Regions from separate parts of the Canis lupus genome. Here region 2 is linked to region 1. The links are chromatin contacts, called in public Hi-C maps. All regions are on one chromosome and are shown on one strand. The core of a region is the stretch at or near the end of the contact, and the rest is flanking DNA. Distances in the headings are between cores, read along the strand shown. Region 1 overlaps MYO9B (unconventional myosin-IXb). Region 2 holds the start of MYO9B (unconventional myosin-IXb).

Region 1 (5,970 bases), core at 3,320-5,819:
GCCCATGATGCCCAGAGGGACATGTGAGGCCCCGGGCTGCGGTGTGTAGAAATTTCATCCTCACCATCTGAAAATCTGCTTTTGCTTTTCTCACAGGCTTTCGGAAATGCCAAAACGGCCCACAACAACAATTCCAGCCGATTTGGGAAGTTCATCCAGGTCAACTACCTGGAGAGTGGCATCGTGAGAGGGTGAGTTGGTGCCACTGGCCTCAGGCTAGGGTCCTGGGCATCCCTGTGAGGAGGAGTCAGCCTGGGAGCTCAGTGTGGAAATGTGGCTCTGCAGGCACTTGTGAGCCGTACAGGGAAGCAAGTGTGGTTTTATTTTAAGTCATTGATGTGAAGATCTGAGCTGTGGGTCAAAGTGGGAAGCATAGGTGTGGGAGGAGCGGGACTTCTGTCCCCAGGTCATCGAGCGTGGGCCGAGGTGCCCAAGAAGCAAGTACCACAACTGAAGATGCATGGTGGAGCTTTCCAAGAACAGGCAAGGACACACCAACCTATGTCTTGGACTTGATGAGGTTTCAAATTCAGTGGATCTGGGGATGCCATAGGCAGAGCTGATATAGACTGTGGCATTTGCCAAACATGTGCCTCTGTAGTTAGGGAAAGACGTAATACTGGGTAGCAAATTAAAGTGGTTGTCCAGGGAAGTACTGAAGGAAGGTGGGTAGGTGGGAAGAAGGTGGGTAGGTGGATAGGAAGGAGGGAGGAAGGATGGGTTGATAGATGGATGGTTGGATGTATGCATTCATTGGCTAGATGGGTGGATGGATGGATAGATTCATGAAGTAGGTAGGTGGACAGATGGATAGATTCATAGGTTAAGTGGGTGGGTGGGTGGGTGGCTGGATAAATGGATGGATTCGTGAGTGGATGGATGGATGAATTCATGGGTGGGTGGGTAGATGGATGGATTTGTGGGTGGGTAGGTACATAGATGAATAAATTTAATGGATCGGGTGGGTGGGTGGATGGATAGATTCGTTGCTAGGTGGGAAAATTCATAGATGGATGAATTTGTAGATTGATGAATTCATGGATGGGTGGATGGATGAATGGATTAGGTAGATGGGTGGATGGAAAGGTGGTAACTGAATTGTGAAGTTGATTGTCTGGTGAAAGTTAAAACAGATCAACATTTTTGTGGCAGAAATGTAATTTCCTTAGGTGGAAGCACAATTACTTCAACTAAATATATAACGTTCAAATTGTTTTCATCACTCTGCGCAGTGATTATGCTTATGAATGTCTGGCAGCTTTGTGCAATAAACTAATGTTTTCAGGAATTATCTATTTTGTCATAGTATTTAAGTCATAAGGTCATATCAGAATTCGGTGCTATAGCATTTCTTTCTCTTTAAAAAAAATATTTTTTCAGGATGCCTGGGTGCCTCAGAGGTTGAGTGCCTGCCTTCGACCCAGGGCGTGATCCTAGAGTCCCAGGATCAAGTCCCACATCAGGCTTTCTGCATGGAGCCTGCTTCTTTCTCTGCCTATGTCTCTGCCCCTCTCTCTCTCTCTCTCTCTCTCTCTCATAAATAAATAAAATATATTTTTAAGGATTTTTAAAAATAAATTTATTTATTTATTTATTTATTTATTTATTTATTTATTTATTTATTTATTTTAGAGAGAGAGAGAGGCAGAGACACAGGCAGAGGGAGAAGCAGGCTCCATGCAGGGAGCCTGACGTGGGACTCAATCCTGGGTCTCCAGGACCACAGCCCAGGCTGCAGGCGGCGCTAAACAGCTGCTCCACCAGGGCTGCCCCAAAATATTTTTTTTTTAAGTATATATTCTGAGTAGTTACAGTTGGTTAAAAAATGTAATTGTGATTTAATACTGCATAATGTTTTGGGTATTTTTGGGGGGTACTTTTTTTTAATAATCAGAAATCTTATGAATCAATAAAACTCTTTCACAGTTAAAAAAAAAAAAAAAAGGCACCTTGGCACAGTCCAAGGTTACTCAAGGGGATGATCCCTGCCTCTACATTCTGGTGCAAGGGTTTGCCGTGGCAGCAGGATTTACACCGGTTCCAGGTGATGCTCTGAGTAGCCCAAATGTTCCATGTGGGGAGACCCGAGCAACAGAGCCTGGAGAAGGCTCGGGCATTTCAGGAATGGAGAAGTCCTTGAGTGGCAGGAGATTGAATCCAGAGTATGTAGGTCTTCTGTTCATCTAACCTGACTCATGATCATTTCAAATGACAATGTATATTCAAGACACAAATAGGAATGTTGTTTCTCTCGAATCAGGATATTATTTTCTTGAACCCTCAGGCCTCTCTGCCCAGGCTCCAGCGGGCGGTGGTATGAGTGAGAAATCCCCAATAAATGGCAATTGTGCTTTGTCCCCTCAGCCCATAGACCATCCAGTGATCCCCCCCATCACTCAGTGCTGCTGGGCATCTGCATAGACATGGCCACCGCCTACCCCTGTTGCAGGGCGTCTGACCAGCAGGAGTTGCCCAGAGTACCTTCTTGGGCAGATGACACAGAATCATACCCCATCTACAATCCTGGAAACTCCCTCATGGGAGCAGAGATGCCAGGAGGCTACTTCATGTTTTCCCGGGTCCAGGGATGGCTCTGCAGCCATGGGTCAGACTGGAGCTTTGCTCCCAGCTTGCTCCTCTGTGTGGTCTCTGGTGTCCTATGGCTTCCATAAAAAAGTGCCACAAACTGGGGGGCTCAAGGCAGGAGGAATTTCTTGTCTCACAGCATTGAAGGTTGAAAGCCTGAAATCAATATGTAGGGAGGACAGCATTCCTTCCACAGCCTCCAAGAGAGGATTCTTTGTGCCCTCTGGCAGCTTCTGGTGACTCCAGGCCTTCCTTGGCTTATGGCCACATCACCCCAATCTCAGCTTCCATCATCACGTGGTCTTCTCTGCATCACTCAGTGTTCTTCTTCTTAGGACTTTGTCCCTGGATTTAGGGTCCACTCTGATCATGGAAGATGTTCGTATCTCCAGAGCCTTCCCTTAATTACATCTACAAAGACTCTTTTGCCATATAAAGTCAAACTCACAGCTTCCAAGTGGGCATACCTTCTGGGGGCCACCATGTGACCCAGTGTACCAGCAAGTGTTGGCCTTCAGCTAACTGGTCCAGCCTGTTCTGCCTGCCTCAGGCTCCCATCAAGCTCAGGGCCAGAGGTCCCGGGTGATTGTGTCTTACAGACCAACTTTTGAAAGTCCTGTCTGTGGCCTTGGATTCAGGAAAGGAAGTCCCACCTCAGCCCATGACCATGTGGCCTGCCCACGCTCGATGAGGAGGTACACTTCCTGTCCAGGGAGTGGTCACAGCCAGCTGGGGAAGAGCAGGCCCAGACCCAGTTCTGCTTTTGGGGAGGTGACACTTCTCAATGCCATTTCCTGTGGAGGCCAAGGGTCAGGGGCAGTCCAAGTCTTCCTCCAGTTCCCCAATTTGCAAGACCTCGTCTTCCTGTGGGTTCAGTGGCTCAGTACCGGGGGATCCCTGGCCCCCTACAAACCCCAGTAGGGTCCTGGCATTAAGAATGATCAGGGAAGGGAAGGGGCTGTCATTGTCACATGACAGCTCAATGCCAGTAAGGGGTCGCTGTCCTCTCCACTATGCCGACACAGCGCAGGGAATTGGCCACAGGTGGAGCTTCCAGCAGGAGTCTGATTCTAGAACCAGATATGGCTTCCCTCCCTAGGAGAACAAACCACCAACAACTAAAATAGTTACTAGCTGGGGGAAGGAATAGAAAAAAAAACATGGGTTTGAAAGATGAGAGGACACAGTCCGAGTCCATGGAAACCCGCCCGTGCATGTTTTGTTTGCATGTGTCCCAGGCAAGTCTGCAGACAGGCGACTGCTGTCCTGGAGAGAGAGGCAGGTGGTGTCTAGCAAGCCCTGGACCAGGGGCCCAGGGATGTCGCCCAGGCCTACCCACCTCTACCCCTACCCCCGGGTACCAGCTGCCTTTCCTATAAAACAGGATGGGCTCAGGTGAAGGGAGCCTGCAGAGCTATCCAGCTCCCACACGTGGTGGTGGTATAACCCATGAATGACCAGCCCCTCCAGCCCCACTGGGTGGGGTCCCTGCTAGGCTACTTCCCTCCTGGGGGGTCCTAGGCAGCAGGTGGCAGGTGGCCTCTTCAATTTTAGGATCTCATCTTTCAGTTGGAGCCACAGTGTCCACCCCCAGGGTGAAAGGATTCAGGGCATTTAATCCCTACAAAACAGTGCTGAGAATAGTCCTTACTACTGCTAACATTGAGAGTATAGCTGTAGAGGTCCCTGGGCCCTGCCCCAGAGCCCACACAGCCTCATGGACGCCTGACCATCAAATGTCCGTCAGCTAATGAATGGGTAACACATTGTGGCGTGAAGCTCTGATACATGCTGCAATGGGGCTGAATCTCAGAGTCACTGGGCTGAGTGACAAGGCAGACACAATATATATATACCGAAGGATTGTATTTCTTTAAAATTCTAGACAATGCAAACTAATCTATGGTGGGGCTAATCAGTGGCTGCTTGGGGTTGAGAGGCAGGGAGGGTTGACTAAGGGCCCAGGAAACTGGGTCATGGTGGTAGGTACACAGGTGCCTGCATGTGTCACAACTCATCAGTTCACACACTTCTAGCTTACTGTGCATCAGTGACAGCTTGTAAAGCTGGTGGAACAAAATAGGAAAGTACCCAGTCAAGACTCACCACGTGGGCAGCCCAGTGACCCAACGGTTTGGCGCTGCCTTCAGCCCAGGGCCTGATCCTGGAGACCCGGGATCGAGTCTCACATCAGGCTCCCTACATGGAGCCTGCTTCTCCCTCTGCCTGTGTCTGCCTCTCTCTCTCTGTGTCTGTCATGAATAAATAAATAAAATCTTAAAAAAAAAAAAAAAGACTCACCACGTTGCCTATATTAAATATGTGCAGTTTATATCAATAAAGAAGTTATAAAAAAAATAGAGGGGTGCCTGGATGCCCTAGTTGGTTAAGTGCCTTCTTCAGCTCAGATCTTGATCCCAGGGTCCTGGGATCAGCCCCCATGTTGGCCTCCCTGCTCAGCAGGGAGACCTCTCCTTCTGTCCTCCCACCCCCAAAGCTCACTTGGTCTCCCTCTCAAATAAATAAATAAAATCTTTAAAAAAAATAAAAAATGAACCTATTATCTTGGATTTTTAACGGGAAAAGCATTTAAAGGCTGAGGAGGTGGTGAATGCAGAGGGCGACCTTCCCCTGTTGTCCGTGAACACATGGGTACAGTTGCCCCAGTTCCCGCTGCCTGAGGGGGGTACCCCAGGGTGCTTCTTAAGCTTCTGAACAGTGATCAACTCGTATCTGGTCTGGCGAGCAGAAGTGGCCAATCCAGGTTCCTTTTCTTTTTTTTTTTAATTTTTATTTATTTATGATAGTCACAGAGAGAGAGAGAGAGAGAGAGAGGCAGAGACATAGGCAGAGGGAGAAGCAGGCTCCATGCACCGGGAGCCCGACGTGGGATTCGACCCCGGGTCTCCAGGATCGCGCCCTGGGCCAAAGGCAGGTGCTAAACCGCTGCGCCACCCAGGGATCCCCTCCAGGTTCCTTATTTTTATGGATGGCAGTCATAAGACAAGGCGACACTTGGGGGTGATTGATTATATACATGACATTTAGGGTAGTTATATTTATGACCACTTAGATTGATTATATTTGCCACATTTAGATTGACTGTGATATTTAGGATGATTTTTTTTTTTTTTAAGATTTTAGTTATTTATTTGAGACAGAAAGTGAGAGAGAGAGAGCATGAGAGGGAGGGGCAGAAGCAGACTCCTTGCTGAGCAGGGAGCCTGGCGCGGGGCTCCATCCCAGGCCAGCATGAGCCAAAGGCAGATGCTTAACCAACGAGCCACCCAGGTGCCCCAGGATGATTGTATTTCTAAAGGGTGATTTAGGTACCTGTGTTTACCTTGTGTCAAAGGAAATTAATCCTCAGCTGGCTTTATTGTG
Region 2 (5,312 bases), core at 2,230-4,729, 51 kb before region 1:
CAGTCTCAGCATCCCCAACAGCCCCCCACCCCCACACTTATGTCTACAAGGCAGGGCCAACTTGACTGGAACAGACACAGAGAGCCTCTGCCCAGCTAAATCTGAGAAGGGCCCAGAGCAAGGAGAGCGAGAAGAGCAAGCAGGTTTGCCAAGCCTCAAAGATCTCAACTTAAGTCGGGGGGGTTCATTAATTCATCAGGCATTTATGTGCCTACCGTATGCTCCTGGTGATGCTGAGGGAACAAGACATAGAGCTCCTTACCTGAGAGGGAAAAGCAGCATCCTCCCGTCAGGCAGTGTGAAGAGTACCCCAGACACGTAAAGAGGTGAGGGGAGATGAGAGACAAAGCCCTGTTTGCTTGGGTACATGGGAAAGGGACAAGGGCAGAGGAGAATGTGGAACTAGGAACTGATCGGCCCTATGGCTTCACTGGAAACAGAGGAAGAGAGAAGGCGGCTGGGCTGGGCTGGGCTGGCAGGATTCAGACTTCCCAGCTTAGGGTTTAGGCCTGTCCTTCTAGCCTACCTACTGGCAATCTTTCCCTGTAAAGGGCCAGACAGCAAATATTTTCAGCTTTGTGGGCCATGTATTCCTGCCAAGAAATAACAAACCCTGAGTGTTATTCACCCCTGAAAAGAAGTAAAATATGGATACATGCTAAAGCAGATGAATTCAAAAATATTATCCTGGGATGGGGGCACCTGGGTGGCTCAGTTGTTTAAGTATCTGACTCTTGATTTCTGCCCAAGTCATGATCTCACGGTTGTGAGATAAAGCCTCAAGGCAGGCTCTGCCCTCGGAGTTGGCTTGAGATTCTCTCCCTTAACCCCTTCCCCTGCTCGTGCGTGCTCTCTCTCATAAATCAATCTTAAAAAAAAAAGAAAAAGAACCACTTAAATTAAAAAATATTATCCTGGGGGTACCTGGCTGGCTCCGTCCATGGGACATGCAACTCTTTTTTTTTTTTTTTTTAAAGATTTTATTTATTTATTCATGATAGTCACACAGAGGGAGACAGAGAGGCAGAGACACAGGCAGAGGGAGAAGCAGGCTCCATGCATCGGGAGCCCGACGTGGGATTCGATCCCGGGTCTCCAGGATCATGCCCCGGGCCAAAGGCAGGCGCCAAACCGCTGCGCCACCCAGGGATCCCGGGACATGCAACTCTTGATCTTGGGGTCATGAGTCTGAGCCCCACACTGGGGATAGCGTTTACTTAAATACATAAATAAAATCTCTTAAAAAAAAAAAACTATCTTGGGTGAAAGAAAACAGCTAAATAAGGCCACATATTGTACGATTCCACATATCTGAAATGTCCAGAACAGGCAAAGTGAGACAGAAAACAGATTGGTGATTGTCAGGAGCAGAGGGGTGGATGAAGAACAGGGAGTGACTTCAAATGGATACAAAGTTTCCTTCTGGGCTAATGAAAATGTTCTGGAACAAGCCAGAGTTGGTGGTTGCACAGTGTGACTGTCCTAAGGCCATTAGATCCCTCACTAAAATGACGTTATATTGGGATGCCTGGGTGGCTCAGTGGTTGAGTGTCTGCCTTTAGCTCAGGGCATGATCCTGGGGTCCAGGATCGAGTCCCACATTGGGTTCCTTGAGGGAGCCTCTTCTCCCTCTGCCTGTGTCTCTGTGTCTCTCATGAATAAATAAAATCTTTAAAAATAAAAAATAAATGACGTTATGTACATTTCACCCCTATTTAAGGAAAGAAAGAGCACAGACCAGTGCAATAGGAAAGAGGGAACCTTGAGGCAGGAAACTCGGGGATGCCTCCCAGGTGTCCAGTCTGAGCAACAGTGTCCCACCACCAACAGAGGCCAGCAACTCAGGAGGAGCAGACTAAGGGGCGGGGCAGGGGCCTGAGTGCTGTATCCCTTGCCAACATCAGGACCCAAGCTCCACTGGTCACAAAGCTGTGGTCCCCTTGCTCAGCGCACTGCAGCCATCTCCTGGGTAGCAGGTTCTGAGAACCCCAAGTGAGACCCAGGCAAGGAAGAGCAAGGCCTACCGGGTGAGTGGGCTCAGACAATCAGGCAGGTGCTGGGCCATAGTGGGGAGAGGCAACCAACCAAATAAAGGCTCACTGGGTGTCAGCAGCTCTGTTTCTTCACAGAACCCTCCCAATCCAACAAATAACCTCACTGTTGGCCTGCTTTACCCTCGTTTTCCAGACCAGGACCCAAGTGTTTGAACTGGTCACCCCTGGCAAGTCTCACCGCTGGCAAGGGACAGAACACGGATTCCCTATGGGGTCCGAGCCTGGGCTCTGGAGTCAAACCAGATGGGGGTGGTGGGTTCACTAACTACACCTGTACCAGCCTCAGGTACCTCCCCCCAAACCTCAAAGAGGCTAATGGCAATCTCACAGAGAGGGTAATTGACCCTGGAGAAAACACAAGTGATTTCACCTGGCCTATTAAACCTGTTTGTACTGGCACAATAAACACCAGCCGAGTGAGCAAATAAAACAAACCCGGCCCAGGAATCATGCCTGGCACCGGGTAAGTGGTCAAAGTCTGTCTGTCTTGGTCTTGCTGTGTGACCCTAGACAAATGACCTTCTTTCTCTCTTTGAGTCTCCATATCTCATTTTTAAAGGGGAAGCATAGAAAGGAGGGGTTGGCAGGATTAAAGGAGGTAACTTCAGTGGCCCAGCGCTCGTCCGCTATAAAATCGCTGCAATCGCGACAAATCACATTCAAGAGCCACGCACTGTTCTAAGGGCTCTGTAAGTTTCGCCGGCGCCTTACAAGGTTGAGCCGCGGCGACATTCGCCGGGTTTCGCGGTGGAGGAACGCGACGGCACAGAGAGGCTGAGCCGCGAGCCAGGGATCGCCCCGCACCCACACAGACCACTGGGGACTCGAGGTCTGGTTCCGCGCCCACGCTGCCGAGCATGCGCAGAGGCCGCCTCCCGCCCCCCAGAGCCCGGGCACCCTCGGTGGGTCCCGAAGGGGTCAGGTGCTCAGTCGCCAGCTCTGCCGTCCTTCTTCCTCCCCCAGTTCCCGGCCATGGCGCACTGGGCGGCACCTCCAAAATCCAGACCCGCGGGGCCCCAACTCACCCAGCGCCGCGCCCTGAGGAATCCGCCATTTCCCGCCTTTAACTCAAAGGCCGGCTCCTCAAGCCCAGGTCCCCGCCCCTTCGCCCCGGGCCGGGCCATCCTGCGCCGCCCTAGCAGGGGTGGCCGCGGGCCTCGGGAGCGTGCCTGCGGGTGCAGCGGGCGGCCCCTGCGCGCGCGCCTCCCTGTCTTCCCCTCCCGTTTGGTTTCACCCACCAGCGGGAGGAGGCGGCGTCCCGAGCCCGTTGGGAGTGGGCGGGTCTTCGCGGCGCCCCGCCCCGCGGCGCGCTGGCGTCACGCCCCCGCCCCGCCCCCCCGGAACCCGGAAGCGGGAGCGCGCGGGGGAGCGGCGGGCGCGGCGGGGCGGAGCGGCCCGACCAGCGGTGGGCGGTCGGGCGGGCGGGCGGCCGGGCAGGGACCCGGCCCGGGACCGGCGGCGCGCGGCGGCCGAGGCCCAGGTGAGTGGCGGCGTCCGCAGGGTTGGGGGCTCGATCTCGAGGCTCGCGTTGGCGGGTTGCCTGGTAGGGTACGGAGCTGAGGGCGAATACGGGGAGGCGCGAAGGCTGGGGTCGAGCGAGCGGGAACGAGCTGGGGGGGTCGTGAAGCGGCTGCTGGAGACGGAGTGGGAGCGGGACGGTCTAGGGGAAGGGTGATGGAACGGGCCCGGCGAGGGAGTTCGCGGATGCAGAGGGAGCAGGTCTGTGGCTTTGAGCGGCTTCTCTGAAGAGGACGTGGCTTTAGTGGTAGTTGAGGGGTCGCAGGAAACGGGGCTGGGAGGGGGAGAGGCGAGGAGGCGGGGTTGAGAGGCCCAGCCGGGGGACGTGGGGCAAGGCCGGCGGGGGGTTAGCCGGGGTGCGCCTGGGGAAGGGGTGCAGGACCGCCCTCGGCTGAAGGGGTAGTGGAATAGTGCCTGGGGCGGGGGAGGCGCCTGGGATTCTGTGGGTGCTCAGATTCTATAGGTCTGAGCCCATTGGTGTGGTGGCCGGCGGAATGGGGAAGGGGGAGATGGGGGATGGGAGAGGAGGAGAAGCCTCGGCCACTGAGAGCCAGTTCAGAGGGGGCTGAGGAGGAGAGCAAGGGACAAGAGCAGCCCGGTACAAACGTTGGGGGGCAGCCCATGGGATTTGGGGGCCCTCCTTCCTCTGGATTCATGTTTTCCAACTTCACTCCCCCAACCGCTGGGTAACTGGGGTGAGTCCCAGTGCCCTCTGGGCTGGTATTCTGGTATTCCAGACTAGAAAACCACACCGCTCTCCTCCTAAGACAGGGCTCTCCGGAGCCCAGGGGTTCCAGGGAGCAAGGAAAGAGCCTCCAGACCTCACGGGGGCCGGAACTGGGTTTGAGAGGGGAGGGAGGGGGTGTGCACACATTCGCGTGTGCGAGGCTGTCACCACCTCCTCGGAGTTGCATCCTTGGACTTAAATGGGTAAAACGACATACAGGAAATCTGTCCCCCGGCGGCTGTGAGCTCAGCCGGGGAGAGGCAGGGCAGCCGGCAGCCACGGGGCAGCAAGCGGGTGTGCTCTCCCTTCTCCCCGCTCCAGGTGCCGGGTAGGCCAGGGGTCTTTCAGGGAAAGCCTCTCCTGCACCTCTTTGTCTGAGGTAGGAGCTGCTGGGGACATTGTGTCTTGCAGTTGGAGGGTCCCAGCTCCTACCTTCCTGAGGTGTATTCTGGTCTTGGAATCTGCAGACTCTTAAGGCATCCAGGAGCAGTGGGAGGCCTCTTGGGCAGCTGAGCTGGGAAGTTGTTCCATCCTCTGTTGGGCCCGGCTTTGGCAAGGGCCTTGCACTGGGCGGTTTTAATTGGCATTAATTTCTCTTCTTTCCTAACCGTGGGGATCCTTGTCCGGGATCTGCCAGAAGGGCCAGGGTGGGGGCCTGCATTTGTAGCTTGTTCAGGAGATGAATCCGGATAGATTGAATGTAAAGAGGGCCACAGAGAGATAACTTCTCTCTTTACTTCCAGAATGTTCTGGCCTTTCTGGAAAGTGGCTTTTGGCCCTGCTTGCCCCAGGGCACATGATCAGAGCCTGAAATCATGCCTCCTACAGACATTGAGTGTGGGCTTGCCCAGGGCAGGACACCTCTACCCCCCCTCCAGTGAACAGGACTGGAATCTTCTGGGTGCATGGCCCTGGCCCTTGTCTCCCTGTACCAGGAGTGCAGCCAGGCAGGCTCTCTTGTCAGAGGTGCCCACCTCCGTCAAGTCTCTTTGTCTGTTTCTTCACCTGCTAAA

What was found. A called contact is a pair of places that touch in the nucleus more often than the background predicts.
Region 2: a contact with region 1 is called in a Hi-C map of blood, with 3 times the contacts expected there. The contact joins the promoter of MYO9B here to the enhancer-like site in region 1.

Annotation. Positions count from the first base shown.
Region 1 is chr20:45,957,565-45,963,534 of UU_Cfam_GSD_1.0, reverse strand. It overlaps MYO9B (unconventional myosin-IXb), which reads left to right. Exons shown (of 41, transcript XM_038566933.1): 3 at 97-191. Among named protein-coding and RNA genes, the nearest start is that of USE1, 41 kb to the right of the region's middle. Within about 2 kb of position 4,569, at least 2 of the 20 cell types and tissues checked have an H3K27ac peak or open chromatin away from gene starts, as enhancers often do. A contact at or near this core is called in blood, where this site is marked.
Region 2 is chr20:46,008,329-46,013,640 of UU_Cfam_GSD_1.0, reverse strand. MYO9B (unconventional myosin-IXb) reads left to right here and starts at 3,479. Exons shown (of 41, transcript XM_038566933.1): 1 at 3,479-3,534. It overlaps HAUS8 (HAUS augmin-like complex subunit 8), which reads right to left and starts at 4,911. Exons shown (of 11, transcript XM_038566934.1): 1 at 4,732-4,911. The coding sequence starts at 4,886.